2 separate regions of the Triticum aestivum genome follow, and region 2 is linked to region 1. Evidence: chromatin contacts called from public Hi-C data. All regions are on one chromosome and are shown on one strand. Each heading gives the region's core, a stretch centred on a gene start, on an enhancer-like site or on the middle of the called end of the contact. The rest is flanking DNA. Distances are from core to core; before and after follow the strand shown.

Region 1 (7,076 bases), core at 3,308-5,807:
TAAGTTACTAGTACTACATCTCTCCTTATTAACTCATTGCCACATAAGCAAATTTTCTGAGTTGGACTCGATATTACTACCGAAGTTACTCCCATTATGGCTAGTCTTAGTGATGTTGTTGTTGTAGTACTTGTCAACATAAAACTGTGAGCACGGAATTCCTCGACACCAGCTGACATTGGCTTGTTTGTTGGGCCGAGACTTGGATGGCAACATACACTTTAACCTGACCATTCAGAACTAGTCTTGAGTCTTGGTCTAAATTTCACAGTTTCACCTGGTATCATGGTATGGGTGGCTAATCAACTGGCGCCACTCAACCCGCGGGCTCAAGCTTTCGCGACTTCGGCTCTGACCGTTCTCAGGCTCTGATCGAGTCACGCAGTCAGTTTCTGGACGAATCTGAGTGTTTCAGACAGAGTATGTCAATTAGGAGTGACACCCGTCGTCGTCTCGGCCTCGCGCACCTGAGTCTTTTAGGTTCAAACTGCTTGTTCTAGAGTCTAGACTAGACTGCCGGTGCATGTCAACTTTCTAGATGGGTATATTGGCCATGTTCGTATGAACAAAGAGATGTATAGATGGAGATGGATGGATGGATGGAGATGGAAACCACTTCTCCCAAAGACCAACAAGCTAAACGGAGGGGAAAGAGGAGGATATGCACCGTTTATTTACTTCTGTGAGACCATATTATGACGATACAGATTAGTCAAGCACGCACTAGAACCGTTACAACTGTACTGCAACTACGTTTACAGTCATAATACGCATTGCAATTTTACAGGAAATACAACTCTGTCTTCAGATACAGGTGTGTAGATCTAACATATTTTACCAGATAACTAAACGTCGAAATCCCGCTAGTTATTTGTATGTGGCACTTAATCGTTCTTTCAAATAGTCACCCGCCGTGATAGGTGGAAACCTGAAAAGGCACTTCAAGAATTGTGACAATCAAACTTTAACATATACTCCCTCTGTAAAGAAATATAAGAGCGTTTAGATCAGTAGTGATCTAAACGGTCTGATATTTCTTTCCGGAGGGAGTAACTACTAAAATCTTTGGGTAAAAGAAGAGGACCTTGGAGGATATGCTTCGCAGCAACAGCTTTCCAAGCACTGCACCACTAGATCGGGTCTTGGGTCCAGGAAGTAAGCCGCCTGATGCATATAAAACGTGTGTAAATGATAACGCGCCAAACATGCTTTAACATTAAATCATAAAATCTATGAGCTGTGATGCTACTTCTATGTTACTGGTGGTGGTTTTCCCATGAAAAAAGAGCAACACCTGACTTCTTCAAGAGATATGTTGTAAACAATGATGGGAAGTGAAAACCCTTTACGAAAAAACTGAATTCAGTAGTCAGGATACTCACAGAATATCGCTCTTTGCCAACTGCAACAACCCGATGAAGCGTAGATCTGCAAGTCACAGAAAAAAGTGCATAACAATCAAAGTTTGTGCACAAGGTTTGTGTAGAGATAAATTAGACCGGTAGTGCATAAGACATCAATCAAAGAGTCTGAGCATTTCAGAAGGTCTGGAACAACTCCTACTGCAGACATGATGGATTCCACACATGTTAAAGATGCAGTACCTGAAAACACAATTCGTCCACCTTTCTAGCAAATCGCCAATGTTAACAATAAGGGTCCTACAAGTTCACAAGATTTGTTAGCATCATTTACCATACCTGCAAGCAACACATATTATCTAAAAGCATGCAAACAGGGGTTCAGCAAGTAGACCGAACCAACAAGCAAATAGAGAATTAGAAGCCATTCAAAGCTTCTACAATAATAATTACCACAAAAGGCACCAGACTATAACGCTGTTTATGAAGAAATATTTACCCATCAACGTGACGAACATCTTCCCAGAGTTGAGGATGCCTATCCTTCTCCCTGCATATCTGCACACTCACAACAGTGCAAGTATCCAGCATATAAATTATAAATGCAAAAACAATGATGTCATGATTTCTACTTTTCTAAAATGAGATCTATTGTTTGTTGAAGTGGCAATGGGGACATAGCCCCCTGCTCAACCAATTTTTTTGAGCATATATTTTGTACATGAGTATTAGCTGCAGAAGAGAGAAGAAATGAAGTTACCTGCAAGCCAGGAGTCCCATCTGTTGCCAGAAGAGTTATCATTCCATAATCTGAATGAGCTGATGCACCATAATTTCCATTATCAGACTCATTTACTTCACCTACAATAAACTTTTTATTATTTTCCATTCTTTTTTCTCTACAAAAATCTCATTTAGAAAGGAAAAAAAATAAGAAATACTATGTAAGGAAACACTCGCATTATCAGACTTGGTTACTTCACCTACAGTAAACTTGGAATTCTTTTTCCATTCTTTTTTCGCTACAATGCCCTAGCCAGGGTTCAAAATTCAAGTGCTATGCTAAATCTTGCAGCGCCACAGTCCTTGTTGGAACTGCTGCCCCTGTAGAAAACTTGTGTTGTTGGTCAATTGTAGGTGATCGCTTTTTGGTGCGGCAGATTTTTTGGGGGTATGTTTTCTTCAGTTTTTAGATTCTGTAGTATTATCAGACTTTGTCATGATCAGCAGTGCAGCTTTAAGCAGCATAATGTACAGGAACTGCTGCTAAAAGGACATAGCTAAGGTTGCAAATATGCTTTCTACACTAAATCTGAAGTATCAATGATGTACAGGATTTTAGTTATTAGGTAGTAACACGAGGGATGTGGATGTGGCGTGGACAATTGACTAGAGGCGAGAATGTAGTGACTGAAGGCACGGCATGGAGTGCATAGCATAATCAGCATATGTTCGAACAGTGTGATTTTGATCCATGGCAAAGCACGGGTACTAAGCTAGTGTGTGAAAGAAGACAGCCAAGATCTAGCCTTCCACAGGATATGATTAGAATAGAACTTCTGATTCTTTCGAATGACATAAAGGAAATATAATGATGTGACCTGGGTAGTGCAATAACCGAATAACTTCTGAAGAGCAGTCGACTGCACCAATGTTCTGAAAGAATTCAGCTTCTAGGTCCAGACTCAGAGCAATTAGAGAGAGTATCCTTTTGCCAGCAGCCCTGGTTGGTGATCAGAAATAACATTGACTATAGTTATTTTAGATAGCTCAATAAAAGGAACATACAAATGCAACAATTGAAATCTGAAGAAATGATCGTTCTAATACAATTGATCGATTTCATTTTGCTGAGACACACATACACACACACACAAAAAAAAAACTCACAGTGCAGCTGCATGGTACAGCTTCATTGTATCCTTCCAAGATGGAAATCGCTCTGCAGTTAAATTAACCAGACAAGGTTTCATTTTGTCTGTTGAGAAGAAGCATGGCAGAAAAAGGAGAAGACCCAAATAACAGGACTGATGTTTATATATACTTATAAGGATGACAGTTAACAAACTTATCAGTTCTTAAGAGATGACAAAGCAGATTAAGCACCTTTAGGAGGCCATTGGTTAGGATCATTCGGCATATCTACGTCCCCGACCGCCCCAATGTAGAAACTCTCCTTGAGGTCTCCTGCTCAATATCACAAAATTCACAATCAGGTATCACAATATATCACTAGAAACAGCAGAAATGCTGAAGGTCAAGTCTAGAAGGCGCGGTGGTTGCTTCAAGCTATAGGATGTGAGAAACTGAGGATAATATCAGTGGGTTCTTCAACCCCTATTCTGCTCTGCTACATTTGTAACTAACTAACTCTCTCCCCACCAGGCCACCACAACATCTGAGCAGACAAAGTAACTGAAGCACGATGACAAATACTTCTAGGCTTCTAGCTACCCTGGCTTCAAAAGAATCATGTGAATATTCTATTGTCTGCGGACAAAGTAATGACGTTCAGCTAGTTGTTCAGTTTTAAATGTCACAAGTCCTAAACAATGTTGCTCCAAGAGAACAGTTTCCCATCTCAGTAAACAATACTGTTGGTAACCTGGCACGTATCCTGAGCCATAATTTATACTACTTGGATTTAACACAGAGGTCGATTCAGGTAGATCAGGAACTGGATTTAACCCTGGAATTCGGACGACGCGTCGAGCTTCTCGGTGTAGGGCGCGGTGTAGCCCCGGTGGGCGCTGTTCCTCTGCAGCAACATCTTCTCCTCCAGCGGCAGCTCGAAGAACTTCTTGCTCTCGGCGAACAGCGCCTCCAGCAGGCCGTCCTGGATCCCGTGGTTGGTGACGTAGAAGAACCCGCTCTCCACGCATGCCTGTAAACCAAACCAAATCGCACATGGCGTGACGCTTCTTGGTGACTCCACACAAAAGAGAAATCATGCGAGCAACCTTCCGGACGGCATCCACGGCGGATTTGATGTCGGGGGGCGCGAGGTCAACCACGGGGAGGTTCAGGCTACCGCCGGCCATCGCCTGCTGCTCTGCTTCTGCTGACGCCTGCGTCTGACTATGTCTGAATCTCGGTCAGTCTAATCTTTATGGATGAGCTTCGGCGGAAGGCTCGGCTGGGCTAGAGCAGACCTGGACCCCCGCCCGGACCGGATGTAAAAGGGCCTGGCATAGCACGGCCCTTGCCGCTGAGAGCTCCTAGTTGGCGCCTTCTGCGCCGGTTACCTTAAGTGGCGCCTGTAGGGCGTCGTTGGTGGGCTGTTTCTTCGCTGGCCCAAGTAGTTGCGCGCTTATACTGTTTCTTTCGACTGTTTCTTCGTTCGGCTGTTTGTTCGTTCTGCTGTTTCTTCTACCTTTCGACAATACAATTCGAACTGCAAATTTCTTTCCGAATATGTATGAAATGAAATATGCTTGAACAAAATATGGAACGAACTTTCTTAACAATGGAAAAATCTCCATAAATCACAGAAACCTGCTGATTGAAATCTTTAAGAATTTGGATCTGGCTTCCAGTAATTTAGTTGTTTGAAAGGAAAATTCTTTGTAAGAAGTACAACTGAATTAAAAAATTAATGCTCGGGACAGATTTCGAACATGTGCAGTTTCACTAACAAACGAGTTCTGCTAACCACTCGGACTACTTACAACTAGTGATAGGTAACAGCGCAAATTATGTAATAACAATGTTGCAGTGGTAATTTATTGGACAAAACTGTACCAATTACTATTTTTTGAATTATTTGATGAACAAAAATCAGGAATTTGAAAAGGTTCATAGATTTCGAACAAAGTTCAATTTTCAAGAAAAGTTCACAAACTTGAAAAAATGTTCATCAATTTTCAAACAAAAGTTCATCGATTTTGAATATGTTCATCAAAATTTGAAAAAAGTTCATCAAAATTGAAAAAAGTTCATGGATTTCAAAATTAGTTCATCAATTTTCAAGAAAAGTTCACAAACTTGAAAAAAGTTCATCAATTTTTAAACAAAAAGTTCATCAGTTTTTAAAAAAGTACAGCAAATTTAAAAAAGTTCATCGAAATTTGAAAAAAGTTCATGAATTTTCAAAAAAAGTTCATCAATTTTCTAGAAAAGTTCACAAACTTGAAACAAAGTTCATCGAAATTGAAAAAAGCTCATGAATTTCCGAAGAAAGTTCATTGAGTTTGAAAAACAAGTTCATGAATTTTTTAGAAAAGGTTCATGGATTTTTGAAAAGTTCATGGATTTTTGATGCACAGTTCATGGATTTTTGAAAAGTTCACGATTTTGGAAAAAGTTGACTGGATTTGGAAAAAGGTTCGTCAAATTTGGAAAGAAATCCTTGTTTTTTTTAAAAAAGTGCATCATTATCAAAAAAGTTCATTGCATTTGAAAAAATGGTCAAATATTTGAAAAAAGTCCATCATTCAAAAATACAGAAGGAACAGATTCAATGGAAAAAAGAACACAGTCTTCAAAAATGAAAAAAAAATACCCGAATAACAACCTCCCCGGAAATGACCAATGAACCGTGAAGAAAACCGGCTAGGGAAGTTTTTTGACGCTTCCCAAAACCAAGGGATTGCCGCGATTGAAGATACAAATAAAAACAAAAAAAGCAAGTTACGAAACAGTAGTTGTTCGATGGCCTAGTGGTAGCTGTGTTGGGGTCGCTGCAACTGGTCATGAGTTCGAACTTCCGTGGCGCACATTTTCTGAACTTTTAAACAGAAAAGAAGAAGATATACATGGGCCGGCCCAGGTCGCAGTGGCTGCAGGCGCCCGTTTGCGAAATGCCCTATAACGGGCGCCTGCAGCGCTAAATAGGAAATGCCAGACCCGCTTGCGTCAGGCGCCTAAATAAATAGACCGGCTCGCGTCAGGCGCCTAAATAAATAGACCGGCTCGCGTCAGGCGCCTAAATAAATAGATCGGCCCGGTGTGCAGGAGCCACAGACGAAAAATGTTAAATTTGTATAGAAGAAAATGTTTATCATGTATATAAAAATGTATACAATGTGTAGGAAATGAGTTAATCATGTATTTAAAAATTTAATCAAGCATTTAAAAAATATTAATTAAGTACTTGAAATTTTCTAATCAAGCATTCAAAAAACTTTAAATCTGTAAAGAAAAATGTTTGTCATGTATATAATGTTGATCATATATTTAAAAATATTAAAAGTATATAAAAAATATTCCTAATGTACACAAAAAAATGTACATTGTGTGTGAAAAAAAATTAATTTCCATTTTAAAAAGTATGTCGTGTATTGAAAAATGTTTACCATGTACTAAAATGCTAATCTTGTATTATTATTATTCTGCATGGTAATATGTGTCTTATTTATATCATAAGGATCATAGTACAAGCTACGTACATACCGACCTAGCAAAACTTAAAAAGTAGCATAATGCTACTCTTTGCACAAAGGAATACCAGGCAAAAAGTAGAATACAAATTTTAAGAAAGAAGAAGTAAAAATACAAACAAGACCGAAGAAACATCTAAGCTTGACACCAACATCCGTTACCTGCCTCTAGCACCACCACACAGGCACCAAAGAAAAAAATGATGGATCACCACCACACCCGAGCTCGATGCAGCTCCATCGTTGATATGCAGCTTTGCAGACCTCCAAGGTGGCTCGCCAAAAGCGAAGCCAATACCATTGAAAGAATCAGACCGGGGCAACACCCTGGACATAC
Region 2 (7,076 bases), core at 1,893-4,392, 490 kb after region 1:
CAAGGAGCCCCTCCACAGCCCGGTGCTTCGCCTCGGCGTGCCCGATTTGCAGCCTAGCGAGTAGCTCCCGCACGTCCGTCTGCGAGGCTTCTGCCGCCGCCGCCTCAGCCGGAGGAGACGGAACCGTCACATCTGACAGCACGCCGGTCTTGACAAGCAGCGCGCAGTCCCGGAGGTTGAGGTCCAGCTTCCCGGCGAGAGCGTCCAGGTCGCTCTGCATCTGCAGCTTGCCAGCCTTGGGCGGCTCGCGGCAGAGCACGCCGAGCTCGGCGGCCTCGGCGAGGGTGGCAGCAACGGACTGCAACAGCTCCCGGCAGAGCGCGTTCTTGGAGAAGCAGGGGTGGCTGGACAGGTCGGACAGGCACGGCGGCACCCTCTCGAGCCTCGCCGCGATGGCCTTCCACCGCGCGCCAAACCCCGTCGCCGCGCGCGCCGCGTCCAGCGCCGCCGGCACCAGGCCCCGCGCCCGCTCGAGCAGGTCCTCCGCCGTCCCGGTCGGCGCGTCCCCGGCCGCGGCCGGACAGCTGTGCAAGCTCATTTCCTGGTCGCACCAGTTACAACACCGCGCCTTGTGATCTGCAGGCATCCACTAGATTAGCAACGCTCCCACCTCAGTCAGTAAAGGAAGAAGCGGACAAATCCTCGAAAAGAAAACAACGAAGAAGAAGCTAGAAGGGGACACAGGAAGGAATCCTCCGGTATTTTAAACGAATCAAAATCCGTCGTGGAAAGCTACTGCTAACCTCATCTAGCAATCTAGCATGTTCTCCCCCGGCCTTTGCATTGCTTTGGGTGGACGAAATGCGAAATCGGGCGGATCATGAGCTGCGGGCGGCGACACGCAAGATCATGAGCTGGTACGATGGCCCTATCAAAATTCCCAGGCTTTCTCACTTGCTTTGCACTGTTCGGTAACAGAATAAATTCAGGCTGGAGGCATTCTGAGTTTTGACCCGCGGAATGAGGGCTAGGTAGGTGACGAGTGAATGAGAACAAACAAATAAATAAATTCAGCAACGGGAGAGATGGCCAAGTGGTGCGAGCAGAACGGAACGGGATACGTACTAGAACTTAAGCCGAGTGCGGCGGCGGGTGGCGTCTCAGGAAAATTCGCAATCTATTGGAGTGCTTAGGACAAAAGGAGTATGATTTCGGTACTCATAATTTTCACACTAGAGTAGAGCAGGAATACTTTCTTGTATTCTAATCCAAAGATCTGGCGCTTTCGTAACACAAAAGAATCATGGGGAAATAATTGCGTGGGGCGACGTATCGTAGACGAGCCGATAAGCCCTTCAAAAAGCTGCATGCCATGTGAAAAAGAAAAAGGCAAAAAAAAAAAAAATCTCACCACAATTCTTTTACGTACTACTCCCTCCGTTTCTAAATATTTGTCTTTCTAGACATTCAAATGAACTACAATATACGGATGTATGTAGACATTTTAGAATGTAGATTCACTCATTTTACTTTGTATGTAGTCACTTGTTGAAATCTCTAGAAAGACAAGTATTTAGGAACGGAGGGAGTACAAATTTTATCACGAGCTTCTAGAGTAGACACGCATGCACGGAAAGAGATCCTGCAGACTTTATTTAACCTGACCCGAGATTAACACTAGCTAACCACTCCAGTTAAAAAAGAAAGTGGGTCCACCTGTCATCGGCACATGGAGGGACGCACCGCGCACGCGATCTGCGTAACACGATGTCTTTTTCTCCTTGGCCACAACTTTCCCAAGCGGTGCGTGCCGTACGGCCACGCTGGGGCCGGCGTGTCAGCGAGCGAGCGCGCGGGTGGCGGGGCACCGCATCATGAGCCGGATCGGCAGCGTCCGCGGGGAACCCAAACGAGGCCGACCGAGCCCAGAGCACACGACCTCGGGCTCCCGGATCCGAACGCACGGGGTGCTTGGGGTGTGGGCCCGGGGCAGCCTTTCGCTTTGCTTTCAGAGAGAGGCGAGGCAAAGCCGCACGCGTCATCGGGAGCGGGCAGCGCGGTGAATACAACTGTCGTATTGTGTGCCAGCGACGTGCGAGCGCCGGCGTGGACAGCGTCGGCGGCGGCTAGGCGCCGGCACGGATGAGGACGGGATTTATTATTGTGGTCTGGCCCTGTACTTTTGCTAAAATCGTAGAGATGCCCCTAGATAGAAAGTTCTGTAAATTTTCGAAAATAAAAACGGAGTATCTCGCAAACTTAGAAATCCCTCTATTAAAGTGTGCTTTAGAAAAAAAGTTAAAAAGAAGGGGGAAACGCTGTAAATTTTCGAAAATAAGTCGCTCCCAAATCTCCCTCGTATCTTTCTCAAACTTAGGATCATGCGCCCCAATTCGCAAACACTTGGAGGAAGCTTCTGAAATCTACAAGGTGGACGGACACAGGGAGAAAAGCCCCGGTGATGCTTAGCTTGGCTTCCAAGCCTGCCAAGGGAGCACGGGAAAAGTCGGCCGCGAGGAAGCAAAGGCGAAAGGCAACGGGACGCGTATCCAGCCCAGAGACCACGTGCAGAAAAAAAATCAAGGCGAGATGAAGCAAGCAAGCGAGCTAGTTACCTCGCCCTCCGGTCCACTCGCTTCCGCTGGACGCGCCCCCGCTCGCCGCTGCTCCGTCCCTCCTCCCGACGCCGACCGCCAGCGCGAAGAAACCCACGAGAGCTAGTACCGCCGCCGCCGCTGCTGCTACGATGGATATGCCAATCATCAATCAATCAGTTGCCCATCATAAGGGTCAATGGATCGCCAGCATCCAATTCCTCAGTGAGTAGGAGTGCGCGCGTGGGAGTGAGAGGTGAGAAGAGCAGGGCAGGAGCAACCAGAGAGGATTGGGGAATGATCGCCAGCATCCGCGCTGGCCTTGTAGGCTTGTAGCGAGCGAGCCGCGTCCGACAGGTCCCTCTGGCGTCGCGCCGCGCAGTTTCGAGCGAGTCGTTGGGGAGACGGCCTTCCGAATTTATTTCTCTCCGGGCGGGCGCTGCTCTGCTTGGCTGCTAGCAGTGGTGTGTGTGGGGAGTGGAGGACGAGGAGGTGTTTTGAATTGGGGCGAGGCGGGCCGTCGGATCGGGGAGAGGAGGGGGGCACGTGGGAGTGGGATGGATGGTGGGGGTCGGGGACCTGCAGCCGCGGGGATCCGACCGTTTGAGCGCTGCTGGTTTTGAATCGGTGAGTGGCTGCTGCTGCCACTCGCTCGTCGTCCTTTTACGGCTTTTGGCTGACATCCGCTGCAGCTGGAGGGAGTGGGAGGGTTTTTGAATTGAATGGAGGTCGCTGCCGTTTCGACTGTTCTACCCACGAGTGCTTGGCGATCTAGTCTTACACGATCTGACGATGCCGTTTGAATAAGCTTGACATCTTGTGGTTGAGGGTATTTTTGGATTCAACATAAACACATGGTAAGATCACCCTTTATCAGTAAAACTAAGCGATTAAGTTCTAAATCACCTTTTAATTGTACGATCAGTGTATGTGATGGTTTCATCTTGCGTCGCTGTTTGGAACAGAACCCGTCGCGTTACATGTGCGCGCCTCCTTTCAGATAAAAGTGGCTTTCAGCTCATCGCAAAGCTAATTTTAACCAACAGAATTTTCCAATCGCACAACACAAGGCAGGATTAGGTGTCAGTGTCTCATCCAGTATACCACGTACACGTACAGGTACTTCACGGGTTGGGAATAGAGTACTTTGCATACGAACGCCATGCTATGTCACTGTCTTGTTTGGAGGGATCCGCCCGTCCATCTACCTATCCGTGTCCGGTTGCCGTGCGCCACCATTTATTTGTGGTGCGTGCCCATCGGCTGGCGTTGCAAGCCTGTATTTATGACTTGTGGTGAGCTTACCAATCACCGTTCCCTAGTCACATGAGCATTTTCAGCTCGCCTCCTTCTCCTTTTGCAGAATCAAACTAGGGAAAGAGTAAATACCCGATGAGAACGCACCGAACCGTGCAAATCCTGTTCAAATGTTCCCTTTTACGACTCTTAAGTTCGTACTACCCTTGGCCGCGGTACACTGTTTTAGAATCGTTGAAAATTTGTACACCCATTCGACCAGAAATTTCCCAGCAACGAAGCAATGCATATCCTCCCCAGAACCACCACTGCCCCTTTGCTGCCAGTTCACACAAAAGACGAGTGGACCATTTAACCGATCGATCTCCAGCGTGACAGTAGCCACACGGCGAACATGGTACCATACAGTACAGAATACAGCTTGATGCTTCAACCATATCAGACGGCATGCATTAAACAACACCGCATGAGACGGCGTAGGTAGTAGGTGCACACTCAAGCTTGTGAGAGAGCCCAGCAGAGGGCTCCTGGGAGAAGGCTTTGGAAGGATGCCCAACTGATAATGTTCCAGGCCAAGTGATTTCAAACCACAAGAAGCCAAGGCAGATCAAGATCACAGGATGATGATGAGGCGTTGAGGACGGCTGATAGGAACCACCCAACGCTCTAGCTCAGACCACAGCTTCAGCTGGAAAAGATGGGGGTGGTTGGTGGGCTAGTTAAACATGTAATGGCATTGCAGAGGTCCATCAACTAATAGTTCGTCGCTCCATGGCGCCGCTTGCGTGTTCCGCCTCTGCCTCCAGCTGTTGCAAAGTACACATTCCAAGCAGAGACTTCATATGGCTGTTGGTTACCACACACTTGAGACATCCCATCCACTAAGCGAATCGTAACATCCGTTCTTGTCCAACTGCAAAAATAAAAGAAACTCGAGCATGACCATGTAAGAATCCACAATTATCAACCTTAAAAGTAAAATGTCAGTAAGAATGCACAATAACCAGACTATATCATACCACAATAAAAAAATACTCCCTCTGTCCCAAAATATAAGAACGTTTTTAACACTATACTAGTGTCAAAAACGTTCTTATATTATGGGACGGAGGGAGTAGTATTTACAGAAGATGCATCATAACATTTAAGTAGATTGGTTTGCACCACCAAAGTATGACAGCATATCAGGATTGTTGATAAAAAAGGCAAACATGGTAATCTTATCATCATTGCATTCTCCTTTTCACCCTTACTTTTGCATTACGGGGTTGATTTATTACGCATAACATTTAAGAAGTTGGGAGCATGATCACTTTTCTTAATGGTTAAGAATTGAAGATTTCCTACTCAGCAGTTGCACATGCCAACACTATCGACTAGGAATAATATGTTGGTAACCGTCATAATATTTCTACACAAACCTCTACTTCAGCAGTAAGATGCAGCTGTAGTTAATAGTTCTATGATTTATCCCCTTGAGGCAGCCAAACAATTAAGAGAAGACATCAGCAGCACCCGTCAAGACATATCACGTGTACCCAATCAAGCACTACTAAGAGACACGGACTACATACTTTGCATAGACTGGACATCTCATCACATGCCATCCAGGGCAAACAAGATATGAGATTTGTCACAACAACAACAACAAAGCCTTTCAGTCCCAAACAAGTTTGGGATAGGCTAGAGTTGGAACCCATAAGATCTCGAAACCTAGTCACGGTTTTGGCACGTGGATAATCCCTGTCCATGGCTAATTCTTTTGGTGATATTCCAGTCCTTCAGGTCTCTCTTTACACGGATTCCTCCCATGTCAAGTTTGGTCTACCCATACCTCTCTTGACACGCTTTAATCTTCCGCTAGACACCAGCACTTCTGAAGGCCTGCGTTGTATATGCCCAAACCATCACAGCATGTGCATCTCTGCTACACCTAACCGTTGGAAATGTCGCCTTTTAGTTGGCCAACAATCTCCGCCATACAACATCGGAAGTTGAATCTCCGTCCTATAGAACCTACATTTTAGCTTTTGTGGCACTCTCTTGTCATAGAGGACGCCAGAAGTTTGGCACCACTTCATCCATCCGGCTTTGGTTCGATGGCTCACATCTTCATCGATCACTAACCTTCTGCAGCTTCAACCCCAAATATCATAAGGTGTCCTTCTGAGGTACCACCTACCCATCAAGGCTAACCTATTGCTCCTCGTGCCTAGTGGTACTAAAACCGCACCTCATGTACTCAGTTTTAGTTCTACTAAGCCTAAAATCTTTCAATTCTAAAGTCCGCAACCACGGCTCTAACTTTCTATTAACCCCCGTCAGACTATCGTTGACTAGCACCACATTATCTGCAAAGAGCATACACCATGGGATATCTCCCTGTATATACATTGTGACTTCATCCATCAACAAATCAGAAAGATACGGGCTCAAAGCTGACCCTTGGTGCAGTCCTATTTTAATTGGAAAATCACCACTGTCATCACCACTTGTTCAAACACTTGTCACAACATTATCGTATGTCCTTGATGAGGATAATGTACTTTGTTAGGACTTTGTGTTTCTCCAAGGTCCACCATGGAGTAATACAATACAGAAATATTTTGTTTCGTTGGGGTTCTATCTTAACAGTTCATACTAACATACGAGCCCCTCCCTATTTGGATCCTGCTACGTTTTATGAAAATATAAATGAGTAATCAACCCAGTGTTGCGGTAATTTTCTTTGCACCAACATGATTCTCTTCACTGAGAGTCTGGCATGACTCCTGATGCACTGCTAATTCAAGTTCCAGCTAACTGAACAAAGGGCATGCTTGCTAAAAATATATTTGGAAATGCTAAGAACATAAAGGTACAGACTACATTGTTGGCCTGGAGACTGGAAACCTGGCACAGGAGTCAGAAATAGAAAATCCAATGTATAGCAAATGACTCTAAGAGCTAGCAATATGTATAAAAATATATATTAATGAAATATGTTTCCCAAAGCCCAAAACTACTCACTTGATGTCTGAAAATGCCAAGACAGCAGATACTTGAGCATATGGGTTCATTGTGCATGTATTGGTTCTCAGACGAGTTGTGGGTTTAGCAGGCTGAAAATATATGTATGTTCTGTTACATGAAACACGATGCTAGCATTAATTTTTATTGTTCAGTGGATCACTTCAAGGACTGATACACACATCTACCAGCAGTACAGACAAGATATAGCTCTCTAGTGAGGGGATACTGCATCTACGTCTTTTTCCAATAATGCGAGTTAAATCCAGGAGATTC

Evidence for each region. A called contact is a pair of places that touch in the nucleus more often than the background predicts.
Region 2: a contact with region 1 is called in a Hi-C map of leaf, with 5 times the contacts expected there. The contact joins the promoter of LOC123123958 here to the promoter of LOC123123925 in region 1. A contact is called at or near these places in 2 of 5 Hi-C or Micro-C datasets (both in leaf).

Annotation. Positions count from the first base shown.
Region 1 is chr1B:358,524,556-358,531,631 of IWGSC CS RefSeq v2.1, forward strand. It overlaps LOC123123925 (2-oxoglutarate-Fe(II) type oxidoreductase hxnY), which reads right to left and starts at 4,558. Exons shown (of 11, transcript XM_044544581.1): 1 at 4,322-4,558; 2 at 4,050-4,245; 3 at 3,468-3,548; 4 at 3,252-3,303; 5 at 2,963-3,084; 6 at 2,122-2,222; 7 at 1,861-1,919; 8 at 1,605-1,661; 9 at 1,383-1,428; 10 at 1,085-1,164; 11 at 644-928. The coding sequence starts at 4,402. The coding sequence ends at 868.
Region 2 is chr1B:359,015,007-359,022,082 of IWGSC CS RefSeq v2.1, forward strand. It overlaps LOC123123958 (vacuolar protein 8), which reads right to left and starts at 3,143. Exons shown (of 2, transcript XM_044544623.1): 1 at 2,556-3,143; 2 at 1-576. The coding sequence starts at 2,703. LOC123123978 (protein COFACTOR ASSEMBLY OF COMPLEX C SUBUNIT B CCB2, chloroplastic) reads right to left here. Exons shown (of 7, transcript XM_044544656.1): 7 at 3,921-4,704.